Regions from separate parts of the Muntiacus reevesi genome. Here region 2 is linked to region 1. Evidence: chromatin contacts called from public Hi-C data. All regions are on one chromosome and are shown on one strand. The core of a region is the stretch at or near the end of the contact, and the rest is flanking DNA. Distances in the headings are between cores, read along the strand shown.

Region 1 (4,991 bases), core at 1,210-3,709:
AAGACTGCAGATTCACGTGTATTTAGGGAACAAACATCTTCGAGGATGCAGGATTATAGTGCTGTCGGCCTGGTTAAGGCCATGCAGGCAGTTTCCAGGACTTGGCTTGTTTCTTTCCTGCTGGGAGCTCTGCATTTTCTGGTCTCTGCTGGAAGTCTGTTCTACTCCCTGTCTGTCAGTCAAACCCTGACTCTTCAAGGCCCAGCTTCAGCACCCCCTCCAGGAAGTCTCCCCCCATGCTGCTCCAGTGCTCTGAGGATCCCTGGACACAGAGTGTGGAATGAGCTGCAAAGCCCACCATGAATTTAAAAAGTGGCCCAATGTTGGTCCCTGGCCCCACACACTCTGTACCCCTGTCTTTTTCGGGTCTTTGTACCTCCTCTCCTCCCTTCTCCGGTTCACCCGTCTTCTCCTGTCAGGGTTAGCTGAGACAGACATTCCTCCTTTGGGACCCTTGATTCTTGAGGAACCCCAAACACCCTCAGTTTTTTGTTTTTGTTTTTTTTTTTCAAAACAGAAACCATTAAAACAAATTCCCTGGTGGCGCACTGGTAAAGAATCTGCCTGCCAATGCAGGAGACACAGGTTCAATTCCTGGTCCATGAAGATCCCACATGCTGAGAGACAACTAAGTCCAGGAGCCACAACTATTGAGTCTGTGCTCTAGAGCAGGGGAGCCACAATTACTGAAGCCTGGACGTTCTGCAGCCTGTGTGCTACAAGGAAAGCAGCCTTAAAAAGAAGCCTGTGTCCTGCATCTAGAGAGTAGCCCCTACTTGCCACAACTAGAGAAAACCCCCTGCAAACAACGAAGACCCAGCACAGCCAAATAAATATACAATTTTTTAAAAAAGCTATGACATTACTTTCACTAACAACTCAGAGGTCTAACAATATCCCCCAGCACTGTGCAGGACGCTGTGTGGGACCCAGGAATTGTAGGAATTGTGGCCCTTGCTCCAGTGTCAATTAATCATCACATCTGAGTGACTCCCATTTAGAAAGCAGTGGGCTAATTGCAAGGGGAGGGAGAGAATAAAAGGGCAGGTCCCTGCCCTTGGAAAGTTACCAAAACATGGGAAATAATTAGGATAATAAAAGGTGACATATATTAATGTGAGAAATGCATGAACCCTGTTCTGTAACTGCCCGTCAGGTCAGCCTGGGTCTCCCTCCTCCTTCTACCTCTAGCCCGGAGCGCAGTCCTGGCACTTGGCAGGCGTCTCCAAAGGTCTTTGTTACCATTCCACTGAGCTACCAGCACCTGTTTCCTGTGCTGTTTCCATGCTGCCCGGGCAGTAACGGAGGAGGGGATTTATTCACCTTTCTTGAACTCGGCTTTAATAGACCATGGGGCAGCGAGAGCCTCAGTACCATCTTTGCCAGGCAATGCTGCAATCAATCACCGAAGCTCAGGGGCTCTGGGGGCGAGCCTCCTAAGGGCCTGGGGCAGACGACACAGGAGGCAACTCTCACGGTGGGGAAAGGGGTCCGGAAACGGACACCACCACCTACCCAGAAGGCAGTCCCACTTCTTCTTCTACCTACTCCACCGACAGCGTTCCAACCCCGCTCAGAACCTTCGAAGACCCCGCCCGTCCATGTTCCCCCTTCTGTCTCTGGCAGTTTCTCTGCCCAATCCCCGGGGACTCCTCCGCAACCCCTTGCCCGTCCCTCACGTGACCCCTCCGTGACCCCCGGTTCGTCTCTCAGGCTGCCCCTCCGCGACCCCAGGTCCGTCTCTCAGGCGGCCCCTCCGCGACCCCCGGTCGGTCTCTCAGGCGGCCCCTCCGCGTCCCCCGCCCGACACTCAGGTGGCCCCTCAGCCTTCCCTGGCCCGTCTCTCAGGTAGCCTTCAGCGTTCCCTGCCCGACTCTCATGAGGCCTCTCTGTGTCCCCCGCGCGTTTCTCAGGTGGTGACCGGGACGGCCCCTCACCCGCCCTCGGCTCCATTGCGACGCGGTCAGTCCGCGACGCCTCCCTCGGCGGAGTCCCGCACGAAGTGACGTCAGCGGCGCGCGCACTTCCCGCGCCTGCGCACTGGTCTGGACCGGGGTGGGTTGGGGCACGGTGGCCTCGCCGCAGAGGCCTGGTGGGAACGCCCCGCTGCACGCATGCGCGTGCGACTCCGCGCGCCGGGAGGAGGGTGGTGCGTGTGGCCATTTAAAGTTTATTCTCAATCAGGCTGGCACTGAGCGCTAGGTCTGACGGGCATTTGCCAGGAGCTGGGTGGGCAGAAGAGGGGGCTACCGGGTGAACACCCGTAGCCTGTCCGAGCGCACTGCCAGTTCAAACACCCCCACCTTCACTTTTAGTCCCCAGAGGCCCCCTGCTCCGGGAAGCCGACCGGGATTGCTCCTCTATGACTCAGTTCCTCTCTTGTGAGACTCTACAGATGTTAAATGGCACGGTCTGTTTTCTGCTCCCTCTCTTCTCTCCGCATCATCTTCACACAAATACCTCCAGAAGTGCTAAAAAGTAAATAAATAGAATAATAAATAATTCTAATAACAACAGAAGCTAGGTCCCGAGAAGCTAGATTCCCTTCCCCCTGAGGAGTGAGTCACTCTGCTTCGTTTAGTCCTTTGTAGGCCCCTAGGATCTCCCTCTCTTATGGTCACTGTGAGACCCAGTGGTCGCTTTGAGGGAGTATGGTGATTCTAAGCCTGATGTATTTCCTGGAGCTCAGAATACCCAACCCACAGTCTGCAGACTCGGTGAAAAACAGCTTCCTCACCTCTTTCTTTCCCTGCCCTGTCCAACAATCAAAGCCCTGTCTGCACCTCCCAGGGAGCAGTCTGCTTTTTCTGGGCTCTGATAATGAATCCTTTTACCCCACAGGGTTAATTACAGGCTTGTAAGTTGGTGGTATAAAAAACTAAAATGTCATAGACATTGAGTCATGTGTTCAGAAGTCATGCCTTCACGCATACACTCTTGACTGTGTATATATATAGTCATGAAATTATATAAATGTATGTTTCCACACAGACTATTTACATAGAAGTTTGTATTTTAACTTTTTAAGTTGTCTCTAATTTCCAAGACACTAACCCTAATCTTAAAGAGGCAACAAAGTAATGAGTTAAGAGATCCCAATTCCCTCACTTGTGGCTGAAAATTTGGGGTTACTTAAAATCTCTAGACCTACATTTCCTCACCTTTAAAATGGTGATATTAACAGTACCTCCTACCCCAAAAGAGGATTAAATGAGATGTCACAGGCAGAACATCTTGGTACATAGTGGGCATGCATTACATTTTCTCTTTATTTATTAGGGAGAAAAGTCTTGGAAAAATCATACATTCATACAATAAACACTTCCTGCCCACCTGCTCCAAGGTAGCCTACAAGGCACTAGGGCTGCAGAGAAACAAGACAGAGTTGCCACTGCCTGGAGAGGTAGTACTTGTGTAGCAGACATGAGGTTGCTAAACAAAAGTCAGCTCATCATTTGCCTGGGCCCAGGGAAGACTGAACTTCCCGTCCCTGGGCTGTGTTGGGGCCGTGTGATCAACTCAGTGAGTTGCAAATGGAAGAGACGTGTCATTTGGACATTTAATTCCCAGGGCAGAATCTCCCTCTCTTGCCCCTGCTGAGGTGACAGGAGAGGCAGCCTTTGAAAACCCAGGCTCCTGAGTGACACCCTGCTGTTGGCTCAAGATTATGAAGTCAGTGAGACTTGGGTTATCACTGCAGCATATACCAGCGTCAACTGACTGATACACTGTAAGCAAACCAACTATACAGCAACAAGGAAAAGGCCAACTATAAAGGACTGGCATGCATTTAGCTCTCTTTAAGAAGAAACCCTGGTGCTTGGAAAGATTGAAGGCAGGAGGAGAAGGAGATGATAGAGGACAAGATGGTTGGATGGCATCACCGACTCAATGGACATGACTCTGAGCAAACTGGGAGACAGTGAAGGACAGGGAAGCCCAGTATGCTGCAGTCCATGGGGTCACAAAGAGTTAGACATGACTGAGTGATGGAACAACAACAAGAAGAGCATATGTATATCTTTAGTACTCTGTTTTGGAAACATCTACAGTACTCTATTAGATTTCTCCAATTTTGATTGTGCTAATTGGGGCAGTTCTTGAATTATAAAGATAGATAAGCTCCTTAGTGGCTCCCCTGGTGACTCAGATGCTAAAGAATCTGCCTGCAATGCAGGAGATCCAGATTCAATCCCTGGACCGGGAAGATCCCTTGGAGAAGGTAATGGCAACCCACTCCAGTATTCTTGCCTGGAGAATTTCATGGCTTGAGGAGCCTGGTGGGTTGCAGTCTATGGGGTTGAAAAGAGTTGGACATGACTATATTTTTGAGGTCAAATCAGTGGATCCTAAAGGTAATCAACCCTGAATATTCACTGGAATGACTGATGCTGAAGTTGAAGCTCCAACACTTTGGTCACCTGATGGAAAGATCCAACTCATTGGAAAAGACCCTGATGCTGGGGATGCTGGGAAAGATTGAAGGCAAAAGGAGAAGGGGGCGGCAGAGGATGAGACAGTTAGAAAGCCTCACTGACTGAATGGACATGAATTTGAGCAAACTCTGGGAGATAGTGGAGGACAGCGAAGCCTGATGTGCTACAGTCCATAGGCTGCCAAAAAGTCAGACACACTTAGTGACCGAACAACAACAACAAGGCTCCTTAGACAGTCAGCTTTAAAAAACAAACAAACAAACAAACAGAACAACCGCAAGTTAATGTGATAAAACCCATGGTTGTTCAAGATTGTTTTTCAGAAACTTGGAGAACACAAGGAGAGGAGACACTGGGGCCAGCTGGGCCCCCACGGTAGTGTTCGCAATATGGAAACCCTAATTTCCTTCCATGGAAAGATGTTTGCTCTGTGTCATATCCCTTTTTAATTTCTAAAATAGCAAAGGTGGTTTCCTCCCATTTGTTTTTAATTTTGAGAATTTTCAAAGTAGAGAAAAATTGCAAAATCAATAAACAATGAATACCCACATACCA
Region 2 (4,991 bases), core at 853-3,352, 580 kb after region 1:
ATCATAGAGTAATCCTGTCCCATCACTGTAATAGCCCTTGTGGTAATCCCTGGGGCAGTGAACCCAAAGCTTGAGGTAATTTGGTAAAGCTTTATGGATGCCTAAGGGACTAGAAAATATGAAACCCTTCTTACCCTCCCCCCAGTTCCATATGCCTGATATCGATTTTTTTTTCACTCTTCTTGCACTGGGAGCAGTTGTCCAGCAAGGGAACAAAAAGTCCATTTCTTACAAGGTAGCAATTAAGCCAAAAAAGTACTCAGCAGTCAATACTCAATATCATAAAAACCCAGAAAAGAAAGCAATACACTGTCCACACTCTCATGGAGACTTCGAAACTGATCATTTTGTGTTTGGCAGAAGGTGGGTACTCTTACTGAATTCCCCCCATCCCAATCTTTGCAGAATAAATACAAAAATACTAAGAATGCTCATGGAACTTAAAACCTTCCTTTGGAAACCAGATAGAATGTTTAAGTCCTCTTTATTTCTTAATGTGATTCTATATAGTCTTGTTTTTTAAAAATTTATTTGCTAATTTTATTTGGCTATGCCACTTCTTAGTTGTAGCGGGCAGTATCTTTGAGTCATGATCTTGCAACATTTGATCCCAGCATGTGGGATCTTGCTCCCCATCCAGGAATAGAACCCAGGCCTCCTGTATTGAGAGCATGGAGTCTTAGCCACTGGACCACCAAGGAAGTCCCTGAGTCCTCTTTATTAACTGTACCTCATCAGAGATTTTTCAAGGTAAAGAATTCTGACAGAAAGGGGCAGGGGGAACCTGGGAAAGTAACATATGCACAATACAGTGTTCTTTTGTGAACAGTGACACAGTACAGAGCCACAACTAACATGGTTGTTCTGGCAGTGGGGGGTAATTACACAACAGACTTGGCTTCTCTGTAAAGGAAGAAATTCCAGCTGCACTGGAACCTTTTTGAGAGCTATGTTTTAGTAGGTTCTGTAAGTTTGTATAATAAATGTTCATTAGTACAATCCAATTACTTTATCCAACAGACATTATAAGAAAGGCTTTTTCCAAACTCAAAAAAGGGGAGAAGTCCAAGATATTAAAAAGATATTAAAAAATATTAAAAAGCAAAAACAGTCAAAGAATCAAGTACTGTTCATTCACATACCTGTTTATTAGATGTTTGAAGTGGGCAATAACTGACTTGCTCACTAAACGCTTCATAGAGATCTATATTCTACCAGGTCACTTCCATCTGCTCCTCAGGAAAGACCTGGAGTTCTAAAATATAGTACAAATGAGTCTGAGACTGAGAAAAATGGTTAGGTATTCAAGGTAGTTGCGCTAGTTATTGAAAGACTGTGAGGACTGAATATGGGTAAGGCTCGCTATTTGAGAGAAGAGCAGAGATCAGTGAATGGTAGTGAACTCTGCCAGGTGCGGACAGGCCGGCGCCCTGCCAGCGCAGGTGATGCCTAGGGCCCCCTCCACTCCAGAAGTCACCTAAGGCCGGATGTCAAGCCCAGGGCACGGACTTTCTCCAAAGCCAGACTCGACTGACCATAACCTGAAATAATGCAATTTTGGCTCTTTTCCCAGTTGGGACAATGTGTGCTGGAAGTTACCAGTTGACAGTTTCCTTAGAAAAGAAAACTGAGATGTCCTTGACGTGGAAAGCCAACGGAAACAAAGACACAAAAACCCGCCGACGGAAAAGAGCCAGCAGCTTCCAGCTGTGAGCTCTCAGGAGGCAGGGGCACAACAGGCCTTTATTTTCCTGTGGAAACATCGCCGGCCACCGTAACTGGCACGGGGAACAGGAGCGAGGCCGCGCCGCTGCAGCTCAGCCAGGGAAACAGCACCGCGCGCGTCCGCCGGGCACATGCCCGCGGGGGACGGCCAAGTTCCCGGCTCGCGCTCCCCCGGGCAGTGGCCGGTCGCCGCGCGCCCATTCGCTCCCGCGAGCCCTGGCCTGGCCCGTTGCGCATGCGCGCGGCGCGCTCCTCACCACCCACGCGCTTCGAGCCCGCCCCGGCCGCTGCGCGCGGCCCGCTTCCGCCACGCCCGCCATGGCGGCCACTGCGGCCCGCCCCTGGCCCCGCCTCCCAGGACGCCGCGCAGGTCACCTGACGCGGCTGCGGGCTGAGGAGACACTAGAGAAGTCGCTGTCGCCACCATCGGAGCTGTCGCCGTCTCCGCCTCCGCCTGGACCCTCCAACTCGCCGCCCCCACCCAGCCTGCAGCGCTATGCCGTCCGAGAAAACCTTCAAACAGCGCCGAACCTTCGGTGGGTGCCGCGGGCCGGACGCTGTCTGAGGGCCGGCGCGGGCTCAGGGGCCGAGGCAGCGGGGCCGAGCCGGGCTAAGGGGCTCCAGAGAGGGCGGGTGGGCGGAGGGCTACGGGGCTGAGGGGCCGAGGCTAGCTGAGGTGGGGGCTGCGGGAAGGCCGGGCCCGGGCGGCTGAGGGAGTCGAGGCAGGGAGCCTGTCGGGCCGAGGGCCGCCGGGCCCGGGGGCCTGAGGGGCCGAGGGGCCGAGGGTGCGCTGACTGGGAGCTGCTGAATCACCTTTCGGCCCGGGCGGCCGCCGGGCTGTGAGCTCGGGGCCGTCAGCGCCCAGCCCCGGGGTGTTCGGGCCCTCCGACGAGACGAGCGCAAGCGTGCTGTCCTTGTAGGGGAGTCTGACCCGGGGCCGGGCCGGGTTCTCAGAGGTGGTGGCACCGTGGGTGCACGTCTAGGTCACACATGGTCCCTTCAGATGTCAGGACCTCCACGGAGAGGGGTCCTCACGCCCGCCCCTTCCCCTGCAGCCCTGCGTGGCTGCGACGTCTTGGTCCTATTTGTGGTACAAGCGCGAGGGTGGGTGGCTCTTCTCACTGGCTAGCGACAGCATTCTTTGACACCAGCGGCAAATCCGTTCTCTCCCAGTTCGGGCTGGAGTCCCTACTTAGCATGCTAGTGTTTGGTGGAAACAGAAAGTAACACCATCACAATACTTGCACGAAACCGATGGGAAGGAAGTGATTGGTGCTCCTTTTAAAGCAAGACAGTGCTGCAATAACAGCGTGGCCTCCTTGTAGATCCTTGTGTAGGGCTTGTTTGTTTATCTCAGGCCAGGTGGAGTAGGGCGGGACCAGCGTTCCTTCCAGTCCTAATCTTCTTTACGATCTTCAGCAGTATCTCTGCTGTCTACTTTGGTCTAGTTTCCCGGAGTCTGGAAAAAAGGCAAGCATTCATTTGAACCTGGATATGGTTTTGTAGATCTCATTATCGATAATTATTTCCTGTGCCTGAGAAACTCCAAAAAATGAAATTCATGTTGATCTGAAGAGGATATCTTTTTCAGCCTCTTGAAGCAGTTGGCTGGTTTGCAAGACTTAGAGGTGTCTTTTTTCTTTTTTTTTTTTTTAAGAAATTTTGTATATATAGACCTTTGTGAACTAAAATATTCGTGAATATTAGTTTTTGTGCAGCCCTGGGAGCAGTATTTGGAGCAGATTGGCCATTGTACCTGGCTACTCTCCTTACTGACTGGCATTAAAAGTTAACTGGGGACGTTTGTATGGGAAAGATGCCCATTTTCTCAGGACCCAATACTATAGTTAACTTTCTTTTTGCTTAGAGTACTTTTAGGTTTTCTAGAAAAATCCCTGAATGTAAAGTAATTAGCCTCCAACTAATAAAAATAAATGGAAAAAATATATGTATCTTCTTCAGATCTCTGACACTGCCCTTGTGATTTCTCTTCTTGGATTAATGCTATGGTCCTCAATCTCATTCTCTCTAATCCATCTAATTATGAAATTCTTTGGGATCAGACTCTTAAGTATTTCTCACTGTCTTTACAAATAATTTCAAAGCACTTAGTGCTGCATACATAGAAACTTATTTCCTATCATAAAAAAGAAAGAAAGAAAGAAAAATCCCCGAAGAAGAATAGGTAGTAAGAGTAGGGAAAGTGAGGAATAATGAGAAAAAGTGAAAATAAATGACAATAAAATAATGAATTAGAAGGAATATACCTGGTGCCTGTGGCCCTGAGGGCAAACTAGCAGGAATGCCTTAGTTTTTCTCCATTTGTGTATGTTGCATATACTATATTTGTGGGCTTTCCTCTTTCTTCACCTTTATTTACTACCACTCCTTTTTTTTCTCCCTTGTCTCCTGACTCTTGATTCTTTTTTTTTTTGTACTTTTACTGAGAAATGACATTCATTACTATGTAAATTTAAGGTATTCAGCGTGATGACTTGGTTTACATATCTTGTGTAATGACAACTACAGTAGGTTCCGCTAACATCAATTAAAAAGGTAAATTTTCTCCTTGTTATAAGAATTAGTATTGCCCTCTCCTCATTTTTTTAAAAAAGGGCTTAATAGTCATTTTGCAGAAGAATGTATCATTTAATGGCTACTGCCTTTCCTTGCTATTGATCGTGATAATCTGCACTGATAATCTTTTTGTAGCACAGTAAATGAGGCAAATCTGTTCTTTGGAGATACCATTTTTGTGGAACCTAAGACCAGCCCCAGGTAGCTTGAGCAATAAGTACTCTTCCCAAGTGAGTGAGTTTGGGTTAATTAAAAATTGAGTATAGCTCTGATATGATATAGTCTACCAGGGTTGATAGAATCTTAGAGCTCACCCAAAACAACCACTTCCTTTTGTAGCCAAAACTGGGTGGGGCCCTGAGAGGTGGAGATCATGGTCCACCTAGTGGCAAAGTCTGGACTTGCCCTTCAACCCTTCTGGTAAGAATTCTTCCTTCCCATCCTCCAGGAGGTAGCCAGTACATGAAGTGGACTAGCACTGAGTCAAGAGGCAGTGGTGTGTCCTTAAAAATATTTTGAATAATTTTGTGAACTTTAAATTTATACTTGAGCAAATATTTTTGGATTCAGTATTCTCAAATGTCAATTTCACTCCATTTTCTTCTAGGGTTGCCCTAGTGTAATAACAGATCTGTCTCCTAGACATAATCTGCTAAGATTCAATGTTAAACCTAGATCTTAAGCTTCAC

The links. Hi-C and Micro-C count contacts between places; a contact is called where the count stands out from the background.
Region 2: a Hi-C map of muscle shows a contact between it and region 1, with 8 times the contacts expected there. The contact joins the promoter of MAP1LC3B here to the promoter of MTHFSD in region 1. A contact is called at or near these places in 2 of 3 Hi-C or Micro-C datasets (blood and muscle).

What each region holds. Positions count from the first base shown.
Region 1 is chr2:225,773,197-225,778,187 of mMunRee1.1, forward strand. It overlaps MTHFSD (methenyltetrahydrofolate synthetase domain containing), which reads right to left and starts at 2,460. Exons shown (of 8, transcript XM_065925155.1): 1 at 2,304-2,460.
Region 2 is chr2:226,352,270-226,357,260 of mMunRee1.1, forward strand. It overlaps MAP1LC3B (microtubule associated protein 1 light chain 3 beta), which reads left to right and starts at 2,103. Exons shown (of 4, transcript XM_065925164.1): 1 at 2,103-2,261. The coding sequence starts at 2,222.